6 separate regions of the Mus musculus genome follow, and all the other regions are linked to region 5. A link is a contact called in public promoter capture Hi-C data. All regions are on one chromosome and are shown on one strand. Each heading gives the region's core, a stretch centred on a gene start, on an enhancer-like site or on the middle of the called end of the contact. The rest is flanking DNA. Distances are from core to core; before and after follow the strand shown. Region 1 holds the start of Scamp4 (secretory carrier membrane protein 4). Region 2 holds the start of 4930404N11Rik (RIKEN cDNA 4930404N11 gene). Region 3 holds the start of Atcayos (ataxia, cerebellar, Cayman type, opposite strand). Region 4 holds the start of Btbd2 (BTB (POZ) domain containing 2). Region 5 holds the start of Lmnb2 (lamin B2). Region 6 holds the start of Uqcr11 (ubiquinol-cytochrome c reductase, complex III subunit XI).

What was found. Promoter capture Hi-C pulls out the DNA fragments that hold promoters and counts their contacts. Capture Hi-C pulls out chosen DNA fragments and counts their contacts.
Region 1: a promoter capture Hi-C map of fetal liver shows a contact between it and region 5, with 2.5 times the contacts expected there. The contact joins the promoter of Scamp4 here to the promoter of Lmnb2 in region 5. A contact is called at or near these places in 8 of 39 promoter capture datasets (the HPC-7 cell line, the SN4741 cell line, fetal liver and 4 more), 2 of 484 Hi-C or Micro-C datasets (embryonic stem cells and uterus), 3 of 115 datasets of contacts at active chromatin or transcription factors (embryonic stem cells, extraembryonic endoderm stem cells and pancreatic cancer cells) and 1 of 9 other capture datasets (adipose tissue).
Region 2: a promoter capture Hi-C map of the SN4741 cell line shows a contact between it and region 5, with 2.4 times the contacts expected there. The contact joins the promoter of 4930404N11Rik here to the promoter of Lmnb2 in region 5. A contact is called at or near these places in 7 of 39 promoter capture datasets (the SN4741 cell line, cranial neural crest, embryonic stem cells and 3 more) and 1 of 9 other capture datasets (liver).
Region 3: a promoter capture Hi-C map of liver shows a contact between it and region 5, with 3 times the contacts expected there. The contact joins the promoter of Atcayos here to the promoter of Lmnb2 in region 5. A contact is called at or near these places in 4 of 39 promoter capture datasets (embryonic stem cells, liver and neural stem cells), 7 of 484 Hi-C or Micro-C datasets (B cells, the G1E-ER4 cell line, cerebral cortex and 4 more), 4 of 115 datasets of contacts at active chromatin or transcription factors (Th17 cells, bone marrow-derived macrophages, embryonic hindbrain and 1 more) and 4 of 9 other capture datasets (adipose tissue, liver, macrophages and 1 more).
Region 4: a contact with region 5 is called in a promoter capture Hi-C map of adipose tissue. The contact joins the promoter of Btbd2 here to the promoter of Lmnb2 in region 5. A contact is called at or near these places in 2 of 39 promoter capture datasets (macrophages and maxillary cranial neural crest), 3 of 115 datasets of contacts at active chromatin or transcription factors (embryonic stem cells, microglia and pancreatic cancer cells) and 1 of 9 other capture datasets (adipose tissue).
Region 6: a contact with region 5 is called in a promoter capture Hi-C map of liver, with 2.9 times the contacts expected there. The contact joins the promoter of Uqcr11 here to the promoter of Lmnb2 in region 5. A contact is called at or near these places in 5 of 39 promoter capture datasets (embryonic stem cells, hematopoietic stem and progenitor cells, hippocampal neurons and 2 more), 2 of 115 datasets of contacts at active chromatin or transcription factors (embryonic stem cells and microglia) and 2 of 9 other capture datasets (adipose tissue and liver).

Annotation. Positions count from the first base shown.
Region 1 is chr10:80,599,787-80,604,825 of GRCm38.p6, forward strand. It overlaps Scamp4 (secretory carrier membrane protein 4), which reads left to right and starts at 3,096. Exons shown (of 7, transcript NM_019575.4): 1 at 3,096-3,163. It overlaps Adat3 (adenosine deaminase, tRNA-specific 3), which reads left to right and starts at 3,094. Exons shown (of 2, transcript NM_001100606.1): 1 at 3,094-3,163.
Region 2 is chr10:81,363,203-81,368,109 of GRCm38.p6, forward strand. 4930404N11Rik (RIKEN cDNA 4930404N11 gene) reads right to left here and starts at 2,618. Exons shown (of 4, transcript NM_001014836.3): 1 at 2,502-2,618; 2 at 1,540-1,778; 3 at 1,340-1,465; 4 at 822-1,034. The coding sequence starts at 2,584. The coding sequence ends at 862. It overlaps Mfsd12 (major facilitator superfamily domain containing 12), which reads left to right. Exons shown (of 10, transcript NM_028657.4): 9 at 351-481; 10 at 568-3,023. The coding sequence ends at 590. It overlaps Fzr1 (fizzy and cell division cycle 20 related 1), which reads right to left. Exons shown (of 14, transcript NM_019757.1): 13 at 4,439-4,531; 14 at 3,677-4,348. The coding sequence ends at 4,307.
Region 3 is chr10:81,192,322-81,196,793 of GRCm38.p6, forward strand. It overlaps Atcayos (ataxia, cerebellar, Cayman type, opposite strand), which reads left to right and starts at 2,370. Exons shown (of 3, transcript NR_015477.1): 1 at 2,370-2,401. It overlaps Dapk3 (death-associated protein kinase 3), which reads left to right. Exons shown (of 9, transcript NM_001190474.1): 8 at 1-21; 9 at 105-876. The coding sequence ends at 623.
Region 4 is chr10:80,655,048-80,660,034 of GRCm38.p6, forward strand. It overlaps Btbd2 (BTB (POZ) domain containing 2), which reads right to left and starts at 1,447. Exons shown (of 9, transcript NM_145361.3): 1 at 1,083-1,447. The coding sequence starts at 1,438.
Region 5 is chr10:80,916,059-80,920,938 of GRCm38.p6, forward strand. Lmnb2 (lamin B2) reads right to left here and starts at 2,187. Exons shown (of 12, transcript NM_010722.5): 1 at 1,906-2,187. The coding sequence starts at 2,160.
Region 6 is chr10:80,405,179-80,409,709 of GRCm38.p6, forward strand. It overlaps Uqcr11 (ubiquinol-cytochrome c reductase, complex III subunit XI), which reads right to left and starts at 1,643. Exons shown (of 3, transcript NM_025650.2): 1 at 1,518-1,643. The coding sequence starts at 1,567. It overlaps Tcf3 (transcription factor 3), which reads right to left. Exons shown (of 19, transcript NM_001164149.2): 19 at 4,363-4,531.

The sequences.
Region 1 (5,039 bases), core at 1,846-4,345, 320 kb before region 5:
TCAGGGACTTCTTGAAGCTACTAAATTGTTTGTCTTCTGAATATCAGAGCTTCATTGCAGGATCAAATGTTTCATATCCCCTGAGAACATCATTTGCTTTTTTATTCACTGGGACTTAAAGAACACTCCTCTAAGGTGGTTGTGGGTTTTTGGGATTTTTTATTTGTTGTTTCCTCTCCTTCCTTCCTTCCTTTCTTTCTTTCTTTCTTTCTTTCTTTCTTTCTTTCTTTCTTTCTTTCTTCCTTCCTTCCTTCCTTCCTTCCTTCCTTCCTTCCTTCCTTTCTTTCTCTCTCTCTCTCTCTCTCTCTCTCTCTCTTTCTCTCTCTCCTTTCCTTTCTTTTCTTTTTCTTTTTCTCTTTTCTTTTCTTCCTTTTTTTTTTTTTTTTTTGAGTCAGGTTTTCTTTCAGAATCCCTAGCTGTCCTGAAACTCCCTGTGAAAACCAGGGTGGAATTGAACTCACAGAGATGTGTCTGCCTCTACCTCCCAAGTGCTGAGATTAGAGGCATTCACTCCCAGTTTACACAAGAGAGGGTTTTTTGTTTGTTTGTTTGTTTTGTTGTTGTTTTGAGACATGGTTTCTTGGTCTAGCCCTGGCTGTCCTGGAACTCACTCTGTAGACTAGACTGGCCTTGAACTCAGAAATCAGCCTGCCTCTGCCTCCCGAGTGCTGGGATTAAAGGCATGTGCCACCATGCCTGGCTCTAAGATAGGTTTTTGGTTTTGTTTTGTTTTTTGTTTTGTTGTTTTGTTTTGTTTTGTTTTGTTTTCAAGACAGGGTTTCTCTGTGTAGTCCTGGCTGTCTTGGAACTCACGCTGTAGACCAGGCTGTCCTCGAACTCAGAAATCTGCCTGCCTCTGCCTCCCGAGTGCTGGGATTAAAGAGGCATGAGGCGTACGCCACCATGCCTGGCCCAAGATAGGTTTTAATTCAAAGAGAAACTGCTGTACAGCTGAGGGGCTGGGGAAGTGGTTCTGAGTGGAGCCTCTGCCTAGACTCTGCCAGTGAGGGGCAGGGGCATTGCTCAATGGTGAGGGCTTGTATAACATCTTTTAAAGATATCTTTTTAAAAAATTTTTATGAGTATTGATATTTTGCCTTCAGGTTTGTCTGTGTAATGGTGCTAGGTCCCCTGGAAGGGCAGTGCAGTTACCTCGCAGGTACAAGCTGACCTGGTGCTGAGAGTTGAAGCCGGGTTCTCTGGAAGAGCAGGCTGTCCTTTTAACCACTGAGCCATCTCTCTAGCTCCCTTGCATAGCATCTCTTAGAAAACTTCTCTGCATATCTATCTGTCTCTGTAACACATGCCAGCCTAGCACCCATCGAGGCCAGGAGAAGTCATTTGGTTCCTTGAAGCTGGAGTTACAGATGGTTGTAAGCCACCATGTGGGTGCAGGGACTCACATCAGGTTCTTCTGGGATAGCAATCAGGGTTCCCCATTGGCAAACTGCCTTTCTAACCCTGGCAGAGCATTTTTAAAAATATTTATATCAGTGCCTTGCCTTTGTGTATGTATGTGCCTTGTGCACACAGAGGTTTTAAAAGGCATCAGACTTCCTGGAATTGCAGTTAGGGATGGCTGTGAGCCACCATGTGGGTGCTAGGATCTGAACCTTCATCCTCTGGAAGATCAGCCAGTGCTCTCAGCCACAGAGCCATCTCTACAGCTCCTGGCCTAGCATTTCTATGGACCTGGGCTTAGTCAAAAAATATTAAAGAAACAACATGGGTTTCCTGGTGGCCCTGTTTTGGTGTGATGACCCAAAACTTGGTTTTCTTCCCAAGACCCTTGGTTCACATGGCTTCCTAGAAGCCAGACACTGTACCTAAGGGTTCTAGCTTCGTTTTTTTGTTTGTTTTTCGAGACAGGGTTTCTCTGTATAGCCCTGGCTGTCCTGGAACTCACTCTATAGACCAGGCTGGCCTCGAACTCAGAAATCTGCCTGCCTCTGCCTTCCAAGTGCTGGGATTAAAGGCGTGGACCACCACCACCCGGCTTGGGTTCTAGCTTTGTAATGCTGGTCATATCCACACTAATCTCCCACTTATCTGTCTTGCAAGCAGCCATACACCAAACTCATGGGACCTACTCTGCTCTGATAAGCTGGTCACAAGGCATTCCTTATTCCAGAAAGATTGTGTTTGGCAGACAGGCCTAGAAGATTGCAAACAGGTTGATCCTGGAGCCAACCCCAGGCTCTCTGGTGCCACTTTCTACCTTCCTGCTGGTCAGGGCTCAGCCAGGCAATCTGCTGTTTATGTCCTAAGCCACAGAGGAAGAAGGACCCTGGGAGAGACTCAGGGACTCTGGCCTGGGAATGACATGTTGGGCAGATAAAGCTACACTGTGAAACTCTTTATCTAAAACAATAATTAACTAAAAGGTATTAATGTTAGGTCATCTCTCCTGCCTCTATTACTTGTTCATTTATTTTCTTCATCTTTTGTTTTTGTTTTTTAAAGACAGGATCTGTCCTGGAACTCCCAGTGATTTGCCTGCCTCTGCCTCCCAAGTGCTGGGGTTAAAGGCCCTCGCCCCAACCATCTTGAACTTTTGTTCTCTTGTATCCACCCCCAGAGTGCAGGCATGACCAGCTTGTGCCATGAGGAATGCTATGTATGGAATCCAGGTTCTCCTGGGTGCTAGGAAAACACTCCATGAACAGCCCCAGCCCCAGACTTATTCAGAAGTTCACATATCTGTTTCACCCATGTACAGATGAGGAGAATGAGGGCCTGAGTGGACCTAAAACTTCAGACTACAGTCACTTTCCAAGCAGTAAAAGTGATTGTTCACCAGCAACATGGGACTTTACAGAAGTATGATGGCAGATGCTCTTTGAGTGACTAATGGCCATAGAGTCTCCTTCTGCCTCAAGTCTTCTCTCTGCTGATGTCTCAAAGTGTCACAAAGGGGCCGAGTTCAGTGCCATCCCAGGATCTCAAACCACAGTATTCTACTCGCTGCAGCACACATAAGAAAACCCCCTAGACTCAGCAAGGCCTTGTGAAGCAGCCACGCGCACGGCCTTAAGGGAAATGTAGTCGCATCGCGCAGGCCCCGCCCATGGAACTACGCTCCCGTGGTGCCCCGCGGTGGCAGGCGTGGCGGCCCGGTTGCTAGGACTTGGATAAGCGTGGCGTTCGCTCGGGTGTCCCTCAGGTGAGCAGCCGCCGTAGGGGTTCGGCTTTCGCCGTTCCGAATCCGCCATGGGGCACCGGAGATGGTGACAAGGCAAGGGCGGTGGACAGGGAAAGAAGGCCTTATCGGGACAGACCGCGTAGCCTGAGAGGGTTGTGCGCGTCCCGGGAGGCGGTGGGAGTACGCGTGCGCGAGTAGTCAACGCTAGTACGCGTGTGCACAGGGCTTTTCGCCCACCGCGCCCTATGCCGTTGGTTTGCGGCGCACGCGTGTACCCTACTTCTGATTCCGGAAACCCTGTGATTTCCAGCTGCTTCCGGTTGTATGTTCCGGGTCATCACAGTCCCCTGCCTCAGGGTTATCTTATCCACCATCCTTACAGCAGGTGTGCAGTTTCCCTTTAAGCTCTTGTACCCTATGGGGTTTCTTGGGGTATCTTGGTGGTACCAGGGATCGAATCCTGGACTTTGGTTATATTAGACTGGCACTGGACTACTGATCCCCTTCCCCTCCCTTCAGAAGTGGATTCCAGGAGCTTTCGCTAATCTTTGTACCCAGCCCTTAAATGGATGATTCCAGGCAGGGACTCTACCCCTGCGCCACACCCCATCCCCTCACAAGGGGCCCTAACCTAAGCTTCAGTCCCTCACTGGTGGACATAGGTAGGCTCAGCACTGCTGAGCTCTACCCCGAGCCCACTTCATTTTTTTTATTTTGGAAGTTTCCTGTACCGCTGAAGCTGGCCCCGAACTCCCATCTAGTGGCTTATTGAGTGACTTGTATTTCAGGCCTGAGCTTCCAGACCTGATCCTTGTAGTCTGTCCAGCCACGGTCCCATTCTTTTGGACCCTATACCCAGGACCCAAGGCCCATTGTTTGCCTGCAGTTGTTGAATGCAGAGGGCGTGTGGTTCCTCAGAGGTGGGAAGTGTCTGCTGGACCGCAGGTCCTTGTCTGTGGTACAAGGAGCCCCTTTCAAACCTGTTCCCATGCTGGTGTACAGTGGGCACCTGTCACCTAAAACAAGGGAATAACAGGCCACAATTGCAATGAACATGAAGGGCCCCTTTGGCCAAGCATTGGCTACCATCCTATAGCTATTAAACTCCTCTCCAGAGGCCCATAAGCCCAGGCTGTCATCTGTCCCCAAGGCATCCATCTTTCTGTGTCCCTTGTTGTCTAGTCTTGAGGGGACAAACAAAGCTGTGTCTTCTGCCCTGGAGACAGTGGCGCTTTGTAGCCCAGTCAGGCGCTGTGCGTTGTAGGCGTGGTGTATGCCCTGGGGAAGCCAGATGTCACCACGCCCTTCATGGGCTCTGCCTGCCATGGGGCCTTTGCAGGGGCAGCCATGGTGACACCAGGATCTCAGACACCCTTGGTGCTGTTCTCCCTTCTTAGTCTCAGGACTCCTAGTGGCACCCGTGACTCTCTAGTTAGCCCATAGAGACATTCAGTGTTGACCTGGGCAGCTGGGTGAGCCCTGAAAGCCAACAGATGTACCTGAGTCCATCGCATAGGTTCCTGTGGCCAGGTAGACATTGGTGGGGGTGCCAGGATGTGGGTATGATGATGGTCAGGTAGCCCTGCAGGTCGCCTCGTGGGCACTTTTTTCTTTTCTCCCCTATTTCCTTCTCGTTTGTTTGGTGCTCTGTATTTACCTCAGGGTTTGAGCAGGGCAGGCAGATTCCCACCATTGAGCTATACCCCATCCCCTCCTGCTGCGCTGCTCCCAGGATTGCTTGACCCTAATCGCCTGTAGGTTATGGTTAGTTGTCACGGCAAGGTGTGGGAAGGAGCTAGCTGTCAGCCAAGCCAATGATCTGAGGACTAAGGATGGCGAGAGGGTTCGGTAGCAGGAACCGGATGGCAGGTGGTGGTGCCTTCCTCCTCAGATTTGC
Region 2 (4,907 bases), core at 1,368-3,867, 450 kb after region 5:
GCAGAGGTGGGGTTGAGCGTGGGGTCTAGGAGTTTGACAGAAGGCTGGGAGGCTCCCTGAGAACCTAGCCCGTGTGCCAGAACCTCTGTGTCGCTGCAGGGCCCAAGCAAAGGTCCTTGGGCAGGACTGAGGAGACCGTGCAGGAGCCAAGAGACCAAGGGCAGGGCTGTGGGCTGCAGGGGACTGTGAGCAAGCGCATGCAAATGTGCATATTTGGGGGTATGTGTCTAGGGTCCCCTGGAACTTGAAATGGAAACCACAGAGGCAGTTTCAGGAGACACTGCGGCACTCCCCAGGGACCAGCAGCTGGACCTTTCTCTCCTGTCCTTCATTCACCCTCTGTTCCCTAGCTCTGAGCTGTGCTGTGGGGCCTGCATCAGCTTCTACCACTGGGTGATGACAGCAGTGACAGGCGGCGTGGGTGTGGCCGCGGCTCTGGCTCTCTGCAGCCTCCTCATCTGGCCCATCCGCATTCGCAACCGTGGGTCTCCATTACTAGGACTTGGGTGGGGGCGGGGTGCAACCTGGGACCCGCCCTTCCCAACGCCACTCCACTCCTTATTACAGGGGACCCGCGAGACCGGCCTTGACCTCTGGCTCCCCAGGGCGACGTTATGAAGGACCAGGCAGACACCCTGCCCCCTCCCCAACCTGCTCAGGATCAGAGGGCACGGCCTGCGGGTGGGTGTACCCGGCCAAGCTTGCTGAGTGAGCCCTAGGGGCCCGTTGTGCCTCGCCCCACTTTTGACAGGGATGCACCAGCCTACCGGGAGGCTGTAGGGGACACATGCCCGGGCTGCACGTGGGAGAGATCACCTGGCTTACGGGGACACGGACACACGGGTCGGTAGCACGGCTTTATCAGAGCGCGGGTGTGAAAGCCGGAGGAGGCTGGCCGATGGCCGGGCAGGGCCGCTGCAGGCCCCGCTGTCTGAAGTCCTGCGCGGTGAAGCGCGGCCGCTGTGGCAGCGACAGGAGCGGCACATAGTCGGACCGCCAGGGCAGCTTTGCCCCGAACTGGTTCCTGGTGACCACTGCGGACAGGACCGGACGAGCTCTGCAGCTGCGGGGCCGGGGGTGGGGGGGGGGCTCCCAAATCCTTATGCTGACCGAGCCCACCAGGCCACGCCCATCCTGCGCTCCCGCACCTCTGCCCATTGCTGGCCTAGCCCTCCTTATTTTTTCGTTTTTTTTTTTTTTTAATATTGTTTTCTTTTGACACTAGCTAGCCCAGGCTGCCTCCGGGACCAAAAATCCCCCTATCTCTGCCTCCGAGAGTGGAGTGACCCACGTGCAGTACTACCCCCGGCCCCCTCCTGTCCGCATCCCCTCAGCTCACCGAACTCCTTGCCACGGATTTGCCTGTCCCTCCACTGCATGCACCCCCAGCGCGGGCCTGAGTTGAGATACTGCGCGGTTATCGCGGGGTCCCAGAAGGCCATCTCCCGCAAGTGCTGTGTGTAGGCTGCGGGGAGGCACGGAAGGGAGGGTGTCAGTTTGAGACCCACGGGTGTGCACGACCGGAGGTGGGATACTCACCGGGCGGCAGGCCACGCTGGCGACTCTGAAAGCAGCCGTGCCAACGCGTGTGGGCCTCGCGGTACGGAGTGTCAAGAGCACGGGGCAGCTTGTACCAGGCATCACCAGGTTCTGAGTTGGTCAGGCCGGTGAACCACACCTGGCCGGCCGCATCCCGTCCCATGGGCGTGAATTTCCAGCGCACGGCTTGTTTGATGGCCGGCGCCCAACGGGGCCCCTCCAGGGACACGTAGTCATTGCTGAGGGAGGGTGGGGACTGAGCCAGGGCGTCCTGCTGGTCCCAGCCAGCTTTCCTGTCCCAACTCTTTGCCAAGGTGCTGGGTGAGAGTCATCCCCTTCTACCCATCTCCTCTGTGCACTTTCCCACCTGCAGTCTATATCTTGTAGCCGAGAATGGCCCTGTTTGAGGCAGTTGTCAGTGTTGACCTGGCAGCAATCCTGCCTCAGCCTTGAGCCACTTATGGCTGTTGGGGGAAGGAGGGACCAAGGGTGTGCCTAGCCTGTAACTCCCCACAGATGGTGCATGCATGGGAGGCCATGCAGGCTGCAGGAGTGGGGCTTGCAAGGGACCCACGTGAGGTGGCCTGTCATCAGCACCATGGAAGGCCCAAGTGTGAGCAGACCTATGAAATGGGACTTTTCTGCTAGGTGTGGGTGGCGACACTAAGTGTGCCAAGGCAGGAGGATCTCTGTGGGCTTATGAACAGCTCGGGATACACACAAGAATCTAAAAAGGGAGGGCATTCAGGCACATGGCTGCCACTGCAGCACCTGTAGACAGGAGAATCAATAGACCCCTCTGCTTGGGAGTATGAGTGGCAGCACCTGTCTGCTTGGGAGTGGGTGTGTGCAAATGCCTAACTTACAACCCTTGCATACCTCCATCCCAGCCACCTGAGCTGCTGGTAGGGGTAGGGGATCTGGGGTCTGGGTGAAGAAAGGGACCAAGGGCAGGAACCCACCGGTAGAGATGGTCGGGGAAGTAGAGTTCAAGGGTGCCTGAGGGAACAGAGGGCCGAGTAGCCTCCCGCCTCACGTTTTCCATGTCTGGCCCTGCCTGCCCAGAGGCTCTAGTCACCAAGGCCCTGGGGCCATTGTTGACAGGGACAAAGGTATCCCAGCAACAGGGAAGCGGGCAGCCACAGTCTAAGACCTCAGCTTACTTCCTGGTGCGGGGCTGGGACCCAAAGTGTTCCCTCCCCCCTCCCTGCCCCACAGCGGGAGGTCATGCCCTCTAGAGCGTGGGTCTCCACCCCATCTCTGTCCTCAAGACACATCCAAGTAAGGGCACAGTGACAAAGGCCACAAAGTATGGGCCATGATCTAGAGATCCACAGAAGGAAGTGGATACCTAAGTCTTGGGTTGGGGAGAATGCTCTGGGATCACTGGTGGCATCGCTGAACATGCAGAGCCCAGGGCCTGCTCATTCTGCTAGTGCATCCTGTGTATCTCATGACAATAAACAGCAACAACCAATCTCATAGCTCAGTCAACCCTTTACAGTCTGTATAGGCGGCGCTCCACTTGGGTTCCTGTTTTCTCACCAGACATCACCTCCCCCTCTCTGGTCACCAACATGCTAAGCTTGCTCCAGTCAGGGTCCTGGCCAACTTACCCAGGACACTGCTGTGGGGTGGGAGCCCAAGCCACAGGCCCTCCCTGCTTGCAGTTCTGGCTCTGTAGGCTTTGGTCCTTACTCTCTGACTCACCTGCACCCTGACCTGTATACCAGCCCTTCCCATTCATGGCCTTCACAGTCACAGCTGGCTGCTCTGTCCAGGGCAGGTGCCTTCTGAACCACACACACCAAGAAGGTCAGCCAGGAATCAGAAGGCAGGCTGCACCTACCCCTGCATATGGAACACGCCCAGCAGGATTTCCACCAACAGGAGGTCACAAGGGCCTGTGACACTAGTGCACATCTAAAGGCATTTTGCTTTTGGGTACAGATGTCAACAGCAGCAGGTGGCCCTGAACCTTAAACTCCTGTTAAGTGCAGAACCCACTTAGCTCACAAGGCTATGACTCCCACAGGCCTGCAGGCAGCCAACCCCATAGTGACTGTGTCCCAGGGGCTTCTCCAGCCATCAGCAGTTTTGGGGCAAGGCAACAAAACACAGGAGACCGACCCCAAGGTGTCACAAATACATATATACACACGTGCACACACCATAGGCCACAGCCACCACACTGGGAATCCCCAGGCAAGGGGCAGTGGAGATGGGGTATGAAGACAGGGAGGCCCAGGAAGCTTAGAGGCAGCCAGGAAGAGGCAGACAAGGCAGCTGGCTAGGGACAGGGTGAGCTGACACCCACGGGGAGGGGTTACAGAAGGCGCACACACAGACAAAGGGTGGCAATGCAATCAGAGTCAACGCAGTTAAGAGTGTCACAGGGTGAGAGGCCCAGGTCCCTGCCAGTGCCTCCCAGGGTCTTCTGGTTTGGAGTGGCAGCAGAGAGGGGCACAACGGCTCAGGTCCCCAGGTGACACTGGGTTTGGGGATTTCATGGGATCTCAGCCTCCTGCTCAGCTGTGTCCAATATGGCTTGGGCAGTGGTAACAGGTGGCAAGTGTCCATCTGGCTGAGGGTCCCCATGTCCCCGTCCCAGACACTGGCTCCACAGCTCACAATGAGGCATTTAATGAGACTCTGGGGTCTCCGGCTCCCGCCCGCCAGATGCTTCTGGGGAAGGCGGGCACAGCAAGGCCTATGCATGCTGGCTGCTCCATCTCTGCCTGTGGGCTTCACATCCCGCCTGCGGGGTCTATCGGATCCGGGTGAAGAGGTTGAGCACAGACACAGATTCCTGGGAACAGGGGATGCAGGTGACTGTGTGCCAGGGCTGTGAGAGCCCAGGGACACAACAGCAGGCTTGCCCACCACCCTGCCATGTTACCTTTGTAGAGCGTGTTTTGCTGAAGACATTCCAGAACCTCAGGGTCTCATCTCCAGCTCCGGTGACTATGGCCTCCCCATCAGGGGACATGGCCTATAGAAGGGGCAGAAGGACCTGGCTATTTCCCAGCTGCAACAGGTAGCTTCTGGGACCCAGACAAAAGCCAGGGGACATGGATTCTGGGCTAGGGCGCACAAGGCCTGCGGTGCTTGGGCTGATCCCTCTGTTCCCACACTTGGCAGGTCATATCCAAGTGTACCAGCAGCCAGGGGACACTGAAACTTGTATGGAGAGCCTATGCCCTGTGAGTGAGGTCTGGTAGACAGGACTCGCCCCACTTCCCAAATCCTAGGTTGGTGACACACTGGTGGTGACACACCAGTTTGTTAGTGCAGGAAGGCTGAGGTGATGAACACCCTCCCAGCAAGCCACAGGCAAGCCTGCCACATGGAGCCCCAGGATGCTGACA
Region 3 (4,472 bases), core at 1,120-3,619, 280 kb after region 5:
CTGGAGCATTCCTGGATCAAGGTGAGGCTTCTGGACCCCGGGATCGAGCTCCGGGGAGGGAGGGCTGTAGACGTGGGCCCCTGCCGCAGCTCTGCTCTTCACAGGTGCGCAGGCGCGAGGACGGCGCCCGGAAGCCAGAGCGACGGCGGCTGCGCGCCGCGCGCCTGCGCGAGTACAGCCTCAAGTCCCACTCGAGCATGCCGCGCAACACGAGCTACGCCAGCTTCGAGCGCTTCTCACGCGTGCTGGAGGACGTGGCGGCGGCAGAGCAGGGGCTGCGCGAGCTGCAGCGAGGCAGGCGCCAGTGCCGGGAGCGCGTGTGTGCGCTGCGCGCGGCCGCCGAGCAGCGGGAGGCGCGCTGCCGCGACGGGAGCGCAGGGCTAGGGCGCGACCTGCGACGCCTGCGCACGGAGCTGGGGCGCACCGAGGCTCTGCGCACGCGCGCGCAGGAGGAGGCGCGGGCGGCGCTGTTGGGTGCCGGGGGCCTGAAGCGTCGCCTGTGTCGCCTGGAGAACCGTTACGACGCGCTAGCCGCTCAGGTGGCCGCTGAGGTGCAATTCGTGCGCGACCTGGTGCGTGCGCTGGAGCAGGAACGGCTGCAGGCTGAGTGCGGCGTGCGCTAGGCTGCGGCACCCCCAGACCCCGACCCACCCCCAGAATAAAGCTGCTTTCCACGTACTGTCGCCTGTCTCCCACGCCCCGCAGGGAGGGTGGGAGCGAGCAACCCCACGATAGGTGCTCTCCTACGCCGCCGAAGAGATTATGGCTCTGCCACACCACACACCAAGGGTGGTGTCACCCACAGTTCACATAGAGACGTGCAAGGCTCAATTGGTAAAGCTGAATCTCAGTGGGGACCCGCAGTATCACACAGCTCCGAAAAGGACACACTGCGGGGGTGTGGGGAGACCTGGAGGACACTTAGAGGATATGCACCTGTCATCCCAACTCGTGGAGGCCGAGGCAGTTTGTGACAGCTGAGTCCTGCCTGATCTGTCCCTGGGGCTCTGGGTCAGTTTGTATAATGAGCAGTAACGGGGTCTGCGGCATTCAGATGCTGTCGTGTGCACAGCCACTGTGAGGCGGCAGGAGAGAGCCAGGCCAGGTTCCAAAGTCTGAATGCTGGCTGCCCTCTCTGAGTCCCACACCCTATGGCAGCTTAACCACCTGTAGGTCAAGATTCTGGGATCCAACACCTTCCGCTGTCTATGGGCATGGGGCGTGCACATGATGCACAGACACAAGCTCATAGAGAAGCCATGTGGGATGGCAAAGGCCTGGGGATCCGGATTTGTGAATTCAAGGTCATCCTGGTCTACAGAGTGAGTTCCAGGACTACACCTAAAAACCCATCTCAAAAAAAAAAAAGTGACTGGAGAGATGGCTCAGCTGTTAAGAGCACTGACTGCTCTTCCAGGGGTCCTGAGTTCAATTCCCAGCAACCACATGGTGGCTCACAACCATTTATAATGGGATCTGATGCCCTCTTCTGGTGTGTCTGAAGACAGCTACAGTGTACTCATATACATAAAATAAATAATTTTTTTAAAGCTGTTGCCATAGGCCCCTTCACGAGCTTTCCCGATAAGCCCACATTTTACAAAAATATGAACGTGTAATAGAGCATCCTCGGGACCCAGAAATGGAGCGTTATTTGGGAAGATTGGTCTGTTAGCTAAATTGAACGAAGGTGGGGCTGAGCTGTAGGCAGAAGAGGAATGATATAGAACAGATAGGTTCAAGCTGGAATGGGGGACCGGAGAATGCCGGCTCCGGGTGTGTGCACCAGGTTTCTGTTTCCGTATCAGGGCTTCACCCGGTTAGTGAGGACGGGCTCGTGGCTTCAGGTAACGCTGACGACAGCTGATAGGGCCGACACAGCTGACAAACCCCTGTGGCTTCTCAACCCGCTTTAAACTCCAGGGGCCAATGAGTTCTTGTGTCTCCAAAGCTGGTAACCAGACACCCCAAGTTATGAGCCTTGTCAGACGTCTGGGGCTTAGTAGCAAGGCCCCCTGAGTTGAGTCTTAATCAGTTAATTGACGCATTTATACGTTTTTGAGACAGGCTTTCACTATGTATCCTTGATCTGTGTTTGTGGTCTAGTTCGTACCTCCCCACAAGCTCCCTCGGGTTTAGCCTCTTGTAGGTCAGAGGGCACTGCTGTGCGCCATCCCGCCCCCACCTCCACCCGACCCAACCCCCCACCCCCGTCACAGCCTGGAACAGGTGCACGTAGCAGACCGGGCCTAGCCACGTTCGCGGTCGCTCAGCTCTTGACCATACTAGGGCAAGCAGCTCCCTCGCTATTAATAACCTGGCGGGGAGCCGGCGTCGTGTCTATAAAGCCGAGCACGCCAACCCCAAGCGGCTCCTTCAACCCCTGAGATCTTAAACAAAAGTAAGTACGCCAACCATCTCCCCTCCTTGGCCCTCACCCAGGCTTCCTGCGGCAGAAATGACCCCAAAAGTCAAAGAATTGTGTTAAAACGAAGGATGAGTGAAACACAGACCCTGCTGGTCCCGAAGGCTTGTGGGACAGCGGGCAGGAGGAGCTGTCATCTAAAGGGTGCAGAGCCAGGGACATCCCATCCTACCCAAGTGACCCCCAAGAATGCATGTGTGTCTTGGTGTGGGTGGTGAAGAGCTGGGGGATCAAAGAGGGGACTCTCTGTGTCCCCAAACTCAGTTCTCCTCTGGGTATGCAGCTCCCTGAACTTCTCTGTAGTTCAAAGCCAAAGCCATTTTTTTTTTTTTTTTGAGGTAGGGTCTCTGTAGCCCTGCCTGTCCTGGAACTTGATATGTCCAGGCTGGCCCTGGACTCAGGGAAATCCTCTTCTCTCTGCCTCCTGAGCGCTGGGATCAAAGACACGCACCACAACTCCTGGCTAAAGGGATTTTGTGGCTGTCCCACATGCATAAACCCAAGGTGTGTCCCCAAATTCCACCTGTGACCCATTACTGCAGACCTACTCCTGATGGCTGGAGAGACGAGGAGATGAGAAGTTCCTTTCCAGACAACTTGCAGTCACCGGGTGCATGGTGGTGTGTGGGGGTAGGGTGGATGACCTGGGGACACCCACCACTAGTGACTTCTGGCTCCTGTCAGCCCCTCCCCTCTGGCTTTGGCTGATCTTCCACTTAGTGTCCAGGATGCCCATCTCTTCCCTGGCCCTTGGAGACCTGAGGTCTGGAGAGCAGTGACCTTTGCAGGTGACAGTGTTGGACCAGGTGGGGCCCTGGGGTCTAAGTGCTGACTGAGTGTTCCGCTGAGCGCTGGCTGATGTCTGTGACAGGTGTCAGTGCAGGGATAGGACAGCACAGGGTGGGGAGGGCTGCCTGTCACCCATCTCCAGGTCCTGAGCAAACCACCACTATCACCTCAGTCTCTGGGTGTGGTTATTAGGACTTGGGGTGTGTGGGTTTTGGTGAGGTCACAGTCCTAGGGTTAAGTGTGGGGCAGGAGAGTCAACAAGAAAAGCTGAGAATCTGGTTCGGTGGATAAAGTGTTTGTCTCGAGTGCGTGGGGACCTTGGTCAGAATCCCTAGGACTCAACTCAACTGAGGCACAGCAGTGTCTGTATGGAGTCTGGAAATCCAGCCAGGCAGGGGACCTTATGCTCTGCTAGGTCCCACAGGCCAAGTTCTTCAGGATCTGGGGACAATAGAGCTGAGGGGTCAGCCACGAGGCCCCACTGCTGGCTCTGGGGCTTGTGAGTGTCCCTATCAGCACGGTAACCCATACGGGAGACAGAGGAACCTTGAGCTCATTTTGTGGGGATGTCTGGCTGGGTGTTCTGTGTGGGGCATTCTGGAAGGTGCTGAGTAGTGTCCCACTCTGTGTCTGGAGCTCCCCCAATGTGACACTTGTCCCCAGCCCCCACCGAGAACCTTCACGAGGACACAATCACCAACCTGAGGTTTTTGTTTGTTTGTTTGTTGAGACAGAGTCTCATGTAGCTCCAACTCACTATGTAGCCACAGATGACCTTGAAATTTTGATCCTCCTGCCTCCACCTCCAAGTGAGTGCTGGGTTGGTAGATATGTCAGAATGCCCAGCTCTAATCCACCTTTTTTTGTGACAGACCTTGGACAAGGGACTCCATCTTCCCTGAGCCTCAGTATTCTTAGCCATGTAGAGGAATCCATTTTATACACTGTTCCTCTGGGCGTCAATGTCAGGGTGTCCTGTGTCTGTCCTGGACCGTCCTATGGCCCAGTTAGGGATGCTGGTAATGTCTGGAGTGTTTGTGGGGGAGCTTGCTTCTCTCTGAGTGGGTGGGAGAGGCACACGTCACTAACAGAGGCCAGCAGAGGCCTCGGCTTGGCCAGCTTGCTAGGAGAAGGTTGGGGTAGGCAGGTGACCCTGGAACCTTCTGTCCCTCTGGAAAGGCTTCGAGGGGCTTTCCCCAGCATGCTAGGACCCAAAGGAGGCCCCAAGGGCAGGGCTTCTTGGCAAGGCTCTGCTTGA
Region 4 (4,987 bases), core at 197-2,696, 260 kb before region 5:
GCTACCACAGCTTGCACAGAACTCGCAAAAGGCCTCAATCCTTTCTGAGGCTGTGCCAGACCCTTGCCCACTCCCAAAGAGCTCAACTCATCGTGGCCATGGTGAGGTCTGGGGGTGATGGCTCAGACAGGCTGGAAGCCCAGTGCTGGAGGAACAAGAGGCAAGGGTCTCTGATGGGGCCAGTAGGTTAGATGGTGTGAGGTGTGAACATGGGGTAAGAAGGGGATCTAAGGGGTCATGGGTGGGGACGGAGGGGGCCCTAGAACTGGATAAGCTGGAGGAATGTTGGGGTGACTAATGGATTCAGAGAGCAGAGAGGATCCAGGATAGAACGGAGCAGAACCTAAGGATAAAATGAAATGGCCCTAGAACCAGGTTCAAGGCAGGCAGGACCCAACAGAACCTCCAGGTTCCCATGTTTAGGAAGTACACTGTGGGGGAAGGGGGTTGTGGGAACCAGGTTCAGGTGAAGGGGTCAGGAATCCTAAGGTAAGAGCCTGAGGCTCCAGATTCAGGGTCCAGGGGTGGTGAAAGGTCTGGGTGGGGTGTAGAGTCTGAGGTACATGATCCTGGGTGGAATGCAGATTCTTGGGGTGCAGGGTTCTAGGATGCAAGGTCTGGGGTGCAATATCTAGGAATAAAGAATCTGGGTGCAGTCCAGGCTCTTGGGATTAGGGTTGGGATGAAGGGTTCAAGCAGACTGCAAGGTCTGACTGCAGGATTTGGGATGCAGGATCCTGGGATGCAGGGCCTGGATAGGGGTGCAGGTCTGAGGTGCAGTCTTGGGTGGAGTTCAAGGTCTTGAGTGCAGGGTTCTAAGGTGCTGGTTCATGGGGTGCGGGGTCCAGGTGAAGTGCAGGATCCGGGTGGGGGAACAGAATGGGGGGGTGCAGGCTCTGAGTGGACTACGGGGTTTAGAGTGTGCGGGGTCCAGGTGGAGTGCATGGTCTGTGATGAACGGTCCCGGGTAGGGCGCAGGGTTTCAGGGTGCTGGTTCCTGGGGTGCAGGGTCTGGGTGGGGTTCAGGGTCTGGGGATGCAGGGTCTGGGGTTGCAGGGTCCGGGCGCGTCCCGGCGGCCCACCTGTGCGCGGGGACGCGCTGCGAGCTGAGCCCCTTGCCCACCAGGAAGTGCACGTCGCACAGCACCTCGTTGTTGAAGAGGAAGGCGAAGCGCTCCTGCACCGTGGGCTTGGTGGCCTGCCAGTTGTACACGGGCTCGCGCAGCAGCGCGCCTGGGCCCGCGTCGTCGCGCTCGTCGCCCACGGCCTGCGCGTCAGTCCCGGGCCCAGGCGGCGGGGACGGGGGCGGCGGAGGCACCGGGGCGCAGGCAGCGGCGTTGCTGGGGGCGGCGGCCGCGTTAGCACTGGGACCCAGGCTGCCCGCGCCGGCCCCGACCCCCGGCGGGCAAGACGCGCGCCCGCTGCCGCCCGCCGCCATCTTGTCGCTGCGGCGCGGGGGCGGAGCCACGGAGGGCGTGGTCATGGGGCGGGGCGTTTGAGAGGAGGAAGGGAGGGGCGGGGCTAAAGAGAGCCGAGACCTGAGAGGGGCGAGGGGAGGAGACAAAAAGGGAGGAGCCAACGGGAGGACGGGAAGGGGGAAGAAAGGGCAAGGCTAGGGAGGAGGATGGATTGGAAAGGGAAACGGGGAGGGAGAGAGGGAGGGAGGGAGGAGAGGAAGATGGAGAAGCGATTGTGAGCGTAGAGAGGAGGGGAGGGAGGATGGGCGTGGCAGGGCTAGGCCCAGGATTGGTGAGACAAGGAAGAGGAGGGCCCCGAAATGCCAGAGGAGGAAGGAGAAGGGGAAACAGAGGAAAAAGGGACCGAGAGAAATGAGAGGGAGAAATGGATACTGGGACAGAGAGGAGGGCAACAGGAGGGGTTGAATGGGAGGAAAGAGAAGGATGTGGTAACGGGGGAGGAGCAGAGACAGGAGGTAGGGGAGGTAGTCCGGGCCATGGAGGCGCAGGCCATCCCTGGATTCGAGCAAGGGCAGGAGGAGAAGGATGAGGAGAGGCAGGGAAGGCATGGAGAGGTAAAGGACAGACAGAGGAAAGAAGCAGGAAAGACAGCATGGGGAGGGGAGGGGAGGGGAGGGGAGGAGGAGGAGGAGATCACACAGTGGAGGAAAGAGGCCCAGACTTGAGGTGAAGGGGCGTGGTGCATCTGAGCACCCCGGGGCTAGAGGGCGGGGCCACAGGGTCTAGATGGAAGCCGACAGAGGAATAGGGATGGAGGGAAAAAGGAAGAAGGACAGGCCTTTGAAGATGGTGAATGCGGGAAGGTTAGGAGAAACGGAGAGGAACAGAAGGAAGTGAGGATGTTGAGGTCTCAGGCCCTTGATCCCACCCACACAATGCTCCTGAGCCCCTGAACCTAGCCAATCCCGGCTCTGCCTTAGGCTGTAGGACATTAAGAACCCAAACTAGCTGGGCAGTGATGGCGCGCTCCTTTAATCCCAGCACTTTGGAGGCAGAGGCAGGCGAATTTCTGAGCTCTAGGCCAGTCTGGTCTACAGAGTGAGTTCCAGGACAGCCTACACAGAGAAACTCTGTCTCAAAAAAAAAAAAATAATAATAATAATAATAATAATAACCATAATAAAAAGAGCCCAAACTAGACTGTGAACCCAGAAAGGGAAAGAAGTGGAGTGAGGGGTAAGGTACAAAGAGGAGGAGAGGACAGGCCAGGCCTGAGGAAGGAGAGACTGGAGGAGGGGCAGGAATTACTATGTATCTGGGCATGGTGGGCAACACCTGCCATCCTAGCACTGGGAGCCTGAGGCAGGAGGATCACAAATTCAAAGGTGGACAAAGCTACTCAGGGAGGCAGAAGGGGAAGAGAGGAAGGAGGGCAAGCTTTGTTTCCACAGGTTAATTAACAGGGACTGACTGGCTTAGTCCTGAGTCTCACGAATCTCATCTGGAAACAGGCTCAGCAGAGGGACCAATAAAAGTGAAGAAAGAATCCTAGCACGAGGATAAACCATCCAAACAGATTTCAACAGCCTGGATCAGGCCTTGCCTGCAAGCCGCAATAGCTCAGGGCCTTTTGTCCTGACAGCTAATAAATGTCTTTACTGTTCTGGGCAAGTCTGCTCTGTTTTTCTGTTATTTGTAGCCAAAGGCTGGGAGTTGAGGCAGCTCTCCTAGGCCGCCATCTTTAAACACCTGCCATTAGGGACTTTGCTCTTGAAGTGCTTATGACAAGCCTGATTTGATCACTGGGACAGTCAGGGGGTTCACAGCCAGTTAGCAGTGGACAGGAAAGGATTGTAAACGGAATGTCCTAGTACACACATGGTGGCAGCATTAGATGCATGCTTGTAAATTCTGCCCAGAGTGTGGTGATACATGCCTTTAGTTCCAGCACTTGCAGGCAGAGACGTAGGCAGACCTCTGTGAGTATGACGTCAGCCTGGTCTACATAGCAAGCTCCAGGACAGCGAGGGTTACACGCACGCGCATGAACACACACACACACACACACACACACACACACACACACACACTCACACACACAGAGGTCCTGCGATCCCGGGGGACATCTTTGGAAACCTAGAATCCCCACTTCATGAGGCGGGCAAGATGCTCCATATGTGAACACAGATTGAAACTGAACAATTGGACAGACAGACCTGACATTAGGACAAGTAACCTTCTTAAGACAGTATTCAAAGAGAAAAACACAAACGTAATAGGCCACAGAAAGCACAGGATGCATGGGCAGGAAAATGTCTAGGCCGTTAGCCCACTTCAAACAGCAGCCTGATTCTGTGACCCCGGAACATTCCTTTTATGCTCGTTCCTCCTCCCTTTAAAGAACCTTTGTGTTTCTTCCTTATTTTTAGGGTGCAGACTTTGATCATCTGTGGAAGAGATGGGTGTGGAACTCAAGGCAGAGCTAAATTCTAGCCAGAGCTCCACCCCTGACCATGCCCCACATCCGCTCCTCATTGGGGGATTCTAGGCAGGGCTCCACCCCTGAGGTGCATCACTAATAGGAATCATTATACCTCTGCTCTTTTCACAGAAGGTGTCTCTCTGTAGGCTCAGAGCAAACCTCTCACTTTCCCATGTGGCAGAATTTCAGGCTTCATTGCCCACCACTTTTTTTGGTTTGTTTCGTCGTTGTTTTTTTGAGACAAGGGTTTACAGCCCCCTGGCTGTCCTTGAACAACCTCTGTAGCCCAGGCTGGCCTGGAATTCAAAGATCCTCTTGCCTCTGCCTCCCTAGCGCTGTGATTACAGGCAGCACGCCTTTAATTAAAGACCACCACCTCCTCCAGGCCATTGCCAACGTCTTTAAAGGGTGTTTGTGAATTCCAGAGTCTTCTCTTCTATCCTGTAATCAGCCCAACTCATGGCCGCTAGAGGGAGCACTACACCAACGTGCTCTCTGCTTTCCCGGGTTTTAGTTTTGCTTTTTTATAAATAAACTTTATTATATATTTTAAATACTTACAAATAAATTAAAACCTTACATACCAAAATTAAGCAGACGGAACGAAGTCTGTACAACTCTACAAGTAGGACAGTATAGAGTCAGAGCAGGCATTCGGATCGGAAGCTGCAGAGCTTCTTTGTGTTAGAATTACACGATCAGTGTGGAATTCGTTTTAATGCATTCATTTAACACAGAAAACAAAACATCCATGATAGAATAGAATTAGAAAAACAATTAGTCTTTTGGTTTTGGTTTTGGTTTTCGAGACAGGGTTTCTCTGTGCAGTCCTGGCTGTCCTGGAACTCGCTCTGTAGACCAGGCTGACCTCAAACTCAGAAATCCGCCTGCTTCTGCCTCCCAAGTGCTGGGATTACAGGTATGTGCCACCGCTACCTGGCCGAAAAACAATTAGTCTTATATCATTTTTTTTCTTCTCACTCAGGCCCTGCTCTCACAGACCTTGCTCACTCTGGCCCAAAGATTTATTTATTTATTATATGTAAGTACACTGTAGCTGTCTTCAGACACACCAGAAGAGGGCATC
Region 5 (4,880 bases), core at 937-3,436:
TTTCAAAGGACTTGAGTTGTCTTACCCTACCAAAGACTAGAGACCATCCTCATATTCCCCCAAGAGGGTGGGGTACAAACACCCTCCAGATGCCTTTCACTGCGGGGGGGGGGGGGGGGGGGCAGCCCCAATGGCTCCTCCCCCAGGTACCAGTGTGAAACCACCCTGTCCCACAACAAGCTGTGGCCCACTCTGTGCCGGTCCCTGAGGAGTCACACACTCATTGTTGGACTCTTCCCTTGGAAGCCTTCAGCAGAAGTACCCCAAGATGTCCATGGACCCTACAGTGGGTGGAGACTGCCCAGCTCCTATCCTTGTCCATTGGTGACACCCAAATCATTACCCTCACAATCTCAAACCCTAGAACCTGAGTGTCAGGAGAGCCCCCAAATGGCCTTCTCACCTGGGTCTCCCAGGGCTGTGCCGAATGCGCCCTTACACACTGGGTACCCAAAAGTCCACGAGTCCTCTGAAGGGGATCAACACTGGATCAACACCTCTCCTCAGGGGCCCCAAATCTCCACAGCTCGAATAAGGATGGTCTTGCCTAGAGTGGTGCTCTCCCTCAGGGGTTCCCAGCACCCCTCACTGGGGTCCTCAGGGGTTTGGGTCTGCCAGGCTTGGTATTCCTCCCTCAGAGACCCTCAAAGCTCCCCAGGACAGCCTCCAGACAGCACTTCCTTAGGGTCCCCTAGGGTCTCATGGGCCCCTAACTGGGGAGACTTGCTCAGTCTCAGCACATTACCTCTGGGGTGTCTTAGGAATCAGGCAGGGTCCTTTAAACCTATGACCCTGGGTGGGCAGGGCTTTCCTGCCTATTCATGGAATGTGAAGTGTCCCCCAAGGTCCTTGAGACAGGGTTTCTCTGTGTAGCCCTGGCTGTCCTGGAACTCACTCTGTAGACCATGCTGGCCTCGAACTCAGAAATCCACCTGCCTCTGCCTCCCAAGTGCTGGGATTAAAAGCGTGCGCCACCACTGAGGGAAACACCCAAAGGTGACCTCTGGCTTCCACATGCACAAACACATACACACACACCCATACACACACACACCCATACACACACACACCCATACACACACACCCACACACACACACACACACCCATACACACACACACACACACACACACACACACACACACACACACAAGCCATCCTGATCCCACTCAGCTAAGCTTAGGTCCTTAGGACCCGGCTTTATTGAAGTTTTACCTCAGTCTACACGTCTCCTTTAGGGTCCCCATGTGAGCACAGGTTAGCTTCATCAGCACCTGTCTCAAGAGCGCCCGGGTGGGTGGGGCTTCGGGGGCGGGGACTAACATTGTTTACACCTGTCACTTGTCCCTAAAGTCCCTCCCATGGGAGGGATTTGGACCCATCTGCACTAGTCCCCTTCCCCGTCCAGACTTTAACCTGTGTTAGGGTTTTTGGTAGGCGGGACTTACCTGCCTGCACCAGTTCCTGGTCCCCCCAGTGGGTGGGGCTTAGCGGTTTGCACCTGTAAGAGATGTGTCTCCCCTCCCCTTGGGCGGCGCTCAGCGCTCTGCAATCGTCCCTGGGGTCTATGGTGGGCAGGGCTCAGGCCTATCACCCAACCCTGGGGTGTCCTGGTGAGCAAAACTTAGCTGTCGGCATCTGCCCCTGGGGGTCCCCGGTGGACTGGGCTTCAGCGTTATGCATCTGTACTGAGGTCCCCGGTAGGCAGTATTTAGCCCTTATATTCCAGCCCCAGAGTCCCCAGTGAACAAGACTCAGCTAGCTGTGCACCAGCCCCCGGGTCCCCTGTGGGCTGGGCTTAGCTAGTTCTATGCACCGTCTCCGGGATCCCGGGTGGGCAGGACTCCGCTCATTTCACCTATCACCAGGATCAAGCTCCCCGCGTCCCCGGTGCCGACCCACGTACCTCGCGAGTGGTCACCTCCTCCTTCTCGGAGATCCGGAGCAGCAACCTATCATTCTCCAGCTCCAGCGCGCGGACACGGTCGATGTAGTGTGCCAGGCGGTCGTTGAGCTCACGGAGCTCCTCCTTCTCCTGCAGCCGAGACAGACGCGTGGGCGACAGCGGCGTGGCGGGCCCCGCGTGGGGCGGCAGAGACGCCATGGCGGAGGTGGCGGCGGCGGGAGAATCACCTCGGTTGCCCGAATGCGGCGCGCTCATTCAATCCGCGCCGCGGAAGATGGCGCCGCCGCCCGCAGCGCGCCGGAATTTGTAGTCTCCTTGGCGCGGAGCACGCAGGGAGCCGTAGTCCACAGGGCAGCTTGCGAGGCATGCCAGGAGATGTAGTTTCCAGCTTTCCAGTAAAACCCGGGGTTTGGCAGTTACCCTGATTGCGGGTGGAGGAGGCGTTCTGATTTCTACATGTGTACAGATGCACACATGAAGCCACATAAGCGCACACACAGAAATCAATTAATAAATTAAACAAATGCAGAACAAATCGAACAAAAAGACAGCAAGGGTGGGTGAGATGCCTCAGAGGGTAGAAAGGCACCTGCTGCCAAAACTGATGGTCGAATTTGGATCGCTGAACCCTACATACGAGAAGACAAGCAATGCACACAATTGTCTCCTGGACTCCAATTGGGTTCTTCGAAAAACACAGAAATATGTGAGTTTGTGTTTTTGTTTTAATTAGAGGTGTCACATATGGGGCTGCTTCAGATAGTCTGCAGCAGCTGACTATGATTTGCTTCGTGCTCTAGCAGAGGCACGGTTTTGTCAGTTGCACATAGTTTCTGCGATTGTGACCTTAGGAATTATGGACACTTTTCAGAAGATATACAAATGTTATGGCCCCAAGACGGGCTTTGGTTGGTCTCTGTTGGTAACGGTTTGTTAACTAGTCGTGTGCAAAGAAGAAACAACAACAAGAAGAAATTAGATAGCCTGACAGCAAAATCAAACTTGCTCCAAGGAACTCAATGCCCCCAATCAACAGGAAATAGCCTAACAATAATGTCACCCCCTCTTCTCTCTGTCCTTTCCCCCCTCCTATCTAGTGTTAAGGGTTGAAAGGATGGAAAGAGGGTAGAAAAGGGTGGAAGAAAGAAGAACCCACAAAGTAGCCAAGTTCTGCTAAAGTGTCCACACACAGGAACATAGTAAACAAATGTAATTTTTAAAAGAGCCGCCACAAGGCAAATGTCCACTACTGTCTTCCCAGCACTGGCAGGAGGATGGTGAGTTTGAGGATAACATAGCAGAAACACAGGGCTACCAATGTGAGTCAATGTGTAGAGTGTTTGCCTGACTGAGGTCCTGGCTTCTATCCCAGCACCGTGGATGAGCCCCCTGCTCTCACCTCAGCACCAGGCAGATGGAGGTAAGAGAATCAGGAACTCAAGGGCAACCTCCGTGACACAGAGGGTGTGATGGTTTGTATATGCTCGGCCCAGTGTGTGGCACTATTAGAAGGTGTGGCCCTGCTGGAGCAGGTGTGGCACTGAGGGTGTGGGCTAAGACCCTCACCCTAGCTACCTCGAAGTCAGTCTTCCACTAGCAGCCTTCAGATGAAGATGTAGAACTCTCAGCTCTGCCTGCACCATGCCTGCCTGGACGGTGCCATGCTTCCTGCCTTAATGATAATGGACTGAACCTCTGAATCTGTAAGCCAGACCCAATTAAATGTCCTTATAAGAGTTGACTTGGGGCTGGAGAGATGGCTCGGTGGTTAAGAGCACTGACTGCTCTTAACTCGGAGGTCCTGAGTTCAAATCCCAGCAACCACATGGTGGCTCACTACCATCTGTAATGGGATCCAATACTCCCTTCTGGTGTGTCTGAAGACTGCAACAGTATATTCACATACGTAAGATAAAAAAAAAAAAAAAGAGTTGCCTTGGTCATGGTGTCTGTTCACAGCAGTAAAACCCTAACTAAGACAAAGGGTGTGAGGGAATATGGGCTATATGAGGCTCTGTCTCAGAAAACAAACAAACAAAATGGAGACCTGGGCAAGCAAGAAGACCCACCCAATCCAAATCACATAGGCCAACATGAAGCTGGATGTGGTAGAGCACCTGCATGTAATGTCAGCACTCCTGTGGGGAGACGGGGAGCAGAGACAGGAAAGTCCGGGGACAGCTAGACCACAGTACACAGGAAGGGGGATAGGAAGCCAAAGATCCTCAGCCCCTCACATGAATACCGTGACATGTGCGCACACATGAGGGGGCAGAATGGGGAGAGGAGGATAATAAACAGAGCTTGGCTCCCACAATGTGTCAAGTGTCAAGGGCCAGACTATGGACCACCTTTCTCTAACTTGATGTTAACAGGTACCTGGGAGAGTCAATTTTTATGACTGGGAGAGGACTGCTCCCCAGTGCCACACCCACTCCTTGCAGAATAGCCTTCTCCCCGCACATATCATAACACTAAATCTATACAGACAGACTTACTGTCCCCTAGACAACACCTGACCTGTCATCCTGGAAAGGTAAGAATGACTCACTACGGTTAGCATTTGTCTTTCCTAAAGCTACATTGTGTCAAAGGATCTGACACTGTTACCCATTTTCTTTCTGTCTTTTTAAAAAAAGATGAGTATTTTATGTATATGAGTACACTGTAGCTCTATAGATGGTTGTAGCCTTCCTGTAGTTGTTGAGAATTGAATTTTTAGGACCTCTGTTCCCTCCTGTCAGCCCCACTAGCTCACTCTGATCAACCCCACCGGCTCAGGCCCTGCTAGTTCCAGCCCAAAGATTTATTTATTATTATAAATAAGTACACTGTAGCTGTCTTCAGAAGGTGTCAGATCTTATTACACGTGGTTGTGAGCCACCATGTGGTTGCTGGGATTTGAACTCAGGACCTTCAGAAGAAGTAGTCAGTGCTTTTACCTGCTGAGCCATCTCGCCAGCCCCTTCCATTTT
Region 6 (4,531 bases), core at 393-2,892, 510 kb before region 5:
GCCATTATTACTTTTTGCCTAGAGTTTTTTGAGACAAGACTCAATATGCAACTTAAGCACACCTAGAACCTGTGATCCTCCTGCCTCAGCCTCCCAAGCCTTTGGATTACAGGCATGCACTATCACGATGGGCAACATACTGTGGTAAACTTGTAAACTCCTGTTACATCGCATATGTGACCGTGACAGCTGGCACTTGGCTTCCGAGGACTGGATGTCAGTGAGATTCTTGTCTCAGGTGAGTGGGAGTTGGGGCTGATTCATCAGAAGACCCTTCCCTGGGCAGCAGGACCAGGCTACTGGGGGCAAAGTTCATCCGCTGCTCTGTTTGGTTATGCCCAGTGGGACCATGTGGATACTGCTCTGTTTGGTTATGCCCAGTGGGACCATGTGGACAGTTTGTAGACAGCCCATGAATCTGAACTACACAGAGCACCAAGATACCAGCCACTGAGCAACAGTGCCAGAACCTTACCTCCTCTGTCCCCTGCTAAGACACCCAGAGTGTCACCTCCAAGCCTCACACACAAACGGAATCTCCCACAGGTGAGCCCTCTCCCTGGCCTCCCAGCAGGTGTCTTCTGTCTGATCCATGCCACCCTCCGCTGCGGCCACTAATACCATACAGCCTACCCAGAAGGGTCAGTCATGGTATAGCTATACTCATTCATTCATCATTCATGGAGACAGGGTTCAATGTACCCTACCCCGACCTGGAATTCACTATGTATCAGAGGATGGCCATAAACTCCTGGCTCTTGCCTGCCACCACCCCACCCCTCTACCCCCAGTGCTGTGACAACCCCTGTGTGGCGCTGTGGATGGACCCTGAGCACCATCTTCTGGAGACTTCCGGCACCTGTGCGTGTAGTACCGGTTCTATGTACTACACGCACACAAACCCACACATATACATATAATTGGAAATAAACTATTAATAAAAATTAAACTGGAGAAGATGGCCCTTTTCCCAGAGATCCCAGGTTCAATTTCCAGCACCCACATGCTTCATAACCATTTCTAGCTCTAGTACCAGGGGAGCCGATGGCCTCTTCTCGCCTACCTGGATACTGGGCACGTATACGGTACACAGACACGCATGCAAAGAAAACATTCAGGTGAGGGTGGGTGCCCGCTATTCTAGCGTTCAAGAAGTGTGAGGCAGGATGATTGGTGGGAGTTCCAGACCAACTTGGGGTTACAAAAACACTGTTTAAACGAAAAAACGAAGTACACGAAAGACTGCAAAATCAAAGCCAAAGGCTGCAAGTCGCCAGGCTGCACGTCGGAGTTCCGAGCCGTAGGAGTCCAGGGTACCCACCCAGAGCCGCACACAAGGCTACCCAGGTCAAGCTGGGGAAACCCAGGCTTGGAGCACCTCAGACACCGAACGAAGGCGATTGCAGCTTAACCTCGGAGCTTCCACCTGCACTGTGTCCCGCAATACTCTGCCTGTTACAGCCTCAGGTTTCCCCAGTCCCCAGAGCACACGGTGGAATGGCGGGTGACCTCCTCACCAGTTTCTGGCCAGTTCCCGGTAGCGCGGGCCTAGAAACCTGCTCAGCATCGCTGCAGGGTCTCAATACTCAGGGTCACCCCGTTCCGCTGCCCTGGAGCACTACGCATGTGCAGACGTATAGCGCATGCGTGAAGGCGATCGCTCCACCTTTTCCGGGGGTGGCGCCGAAGACATTGACATCTACTTCCGGGGAGGAGAGAAAGACGTTACTGATCCGCTTCTGTCCTGGTTCTGTGGTTGCAGTGGATCCCAGCAGTAGCTCCATGCACACTGGAACACCGGGGATGGGGTGGGGAGAGTGTGTGTGACTTTGACCACGTAGTACTAATCTGATAATAACTTTAATAATACACATACTTAGGTGTTTTTGATATGGGGGTCTCCTATATTCAGGGCTGGCCGTGAATTCCTCAGACTCCTGCCTCCACCTCCTAAAGTGTAAGCCTGGGGTAGACAGGGAGTGCTGGGACTGGACCCCAGAGCCTTGGACACGCTAGAGGAGCGTTCGTCCCACTGAGCCACAGCCCTATCTTTGATCAATTTAAACCAGAGGAACTTGAGCACAGACCCTGAAGGGGAAAGGCTCGAGTTGGGCCACACCTTTGAATACATTTGAAGTTGTCGGTGAGTCGCTGAGGGACTCCAGTCAAATGGCAAGTGCCCTCTTAACCTCCATTTGCTTGGATTTTTGCAATGGGACACCTTTGGTGCACAGGCTGACTCTCATTGGTTACCCTCTCTGCTTAAGTCCCTGCTTTGCCTGATCTCCCAGAACAGGCACATTTTAACTACTCAGCTAACCCACTAACTGCACCCCTGACTGGCAGAAAGAAGGCGGGCACATCCTCAGATACACATCCCTCCGGAAGGAGCCTAGATAGAAGGTCTGTCCCTTGTTACTTCAGCCTCACTTTTGAATGGTCAGCGACTGGCATATGGGTGTCTGCGGAGCCCTGGACCCCACAGGCCCAATGTATGTAGGTTCAGTTATGCCACTGACCTTAGCCAAGAACCAGACCACAGAGTTGCTACATCAGGGGCGGGCCTTATTACTAGGTTGGGGGTTCCATGCCCTTAGGATTGTGGAGCAAGGAAAATTCTTTGCCCTCAGGAGACCATGTCCTCTGGTTGACACAAAAGGATATCAGGCTGAAGAGACAGTTCAGTGGGTAAAGTGTGTGTCATATAGCATGAGGACCACATAAACCATGTGTGGTGGCCCACACTTGTAACCCCTGTCAACATAGGATGACAGACACGGGATCCAAAGGCTGAACTACTCTGGTCACCTCCAGGTTCAGCCAAAAGCCTGTCTCAGGTACGGCTAGGAGCACTGCCTGTTCATTCATGTTGGGTTTGGTTTCCAGCACCCACATGGCAGCACCCAGCCCCTTGTAGCTCCATTTCTGGGAGATCTGATGCCCTCTTTTGACATCAGAGCCTGCACACACGTGGTGCACAGATAAATATACAGACAAAACATCCCATAAACTTTAAAAAAAGCAAAGCTGGGTATGGTGGCCACGTGTTTAATGCTTAGGACTGGGGAGACTGACAGACCTGGAGCTGAGTTAATACCAGCCTTGCCAGCATGGCAAGCTACAGGCCAAACACACACAGTGCAACCTTAAAAAAGGTCATAAGGCAGAGGGCCTCAGTGGTAAGTTGCCTGAGGACCCAACTTCATAGAGATGTAGCTACACTTCTGTAAGTCTAGATCAGGGAGATGGAGACTGTCAGAGGGTGGCCATGCACCCCCGGGCATAGGGACTCACAGCCACTTGGGCCCAAGACAGGTCAATTGCTTCCCAAAAGCCTGAAGTCTGGGTGATCCCACACTCTCCTGCCTGTTTGCCACTAAAGCAGAGATAAGGCAAGGCAGTCTTGTATTCATTCCAGCTGTTCCTCCCATGGCTTCCAGAAGTGGCAGGTTCCCGAGCCAAAGTGGTAAACAGATTATTTGCCATAACAAGGCGTTACCATGGTTCCGAACAAAATCTTCCTCACTAGAGGCTTTTGAGGTGTTTCAGGAAGTGTAACTTGTGGGGACAGAGGTCAGCATGGAACAGGCATGAACAGTGTTGTGGTGTGTCCTGGTGGTCTCACCATTATCCTACCAAGAGACTAGGATGCCACTGGGATCTGAAACAAGGGGACAATACTTGGGAGGGGACCCAAGGACCAGTGTACAGATGAGAATGTAGGAGGCAGCTGTGGGAGCATAGGCTTGTGTGATGTGTCTGCTGACCCAGCTTTACAGCTGGAATCAACTCACCCAACCTGCTGGGCACACCTGTAGGGGACGCTTGTGCTGGGACCCCCTAAACCTGGGCCACACCTTCCGGTGGTAGCCCACATAAGAGGGCATGGAAGGAGAATGCTTTTGCTTTTTGCCTGCTTGCCCTCACTGGTGTCAGAACCCTGTTCTTCAGGATTCCAGTGCAGACCCAAGACCAGCATCCCCTAGGAATCCTACAGGACTCCAGCACTGAATTGGGACTGCTGGCACACTGAATAGCTACAGTATTCTTGGAGACAGTCGCTTTGTCGCTGTTGAGAATACCCAGGTCATGGCCTGTAAGCCATTCTAATATCCTTACACACACACACACACACACACCTTATTCTAGCAACTTTTCTTTAGAGGTCCCCTAATGCATGACACCCAAGTATTGAGGACCATGAGGACGGCCCACTTCACATGAGGAGGGCATGGTTTAGCCAAGGAGCACATGCCTGGCACAGACAGGCCTTGGGTTCATGTTCATGGGAAGAGGAAGGGGCAAGCATCTAGATCTTGTGCCAGGCCTCAGGGTAGGGGTGACCCTTAGATCAACACTGGGTCTTTTGAATGCTACTTTAATAACCTTGTAGACCATGAAATATGACGATAAATTCTAGAAACAGAAACAGACATGAGACTTTTATACAAAAATTTGTTGCTTACAAAACATACGGAAAAAAAAGCTAAGGGAAAAAAAAAAGACACGGAAGGCCTCGTTCTTGCTAACT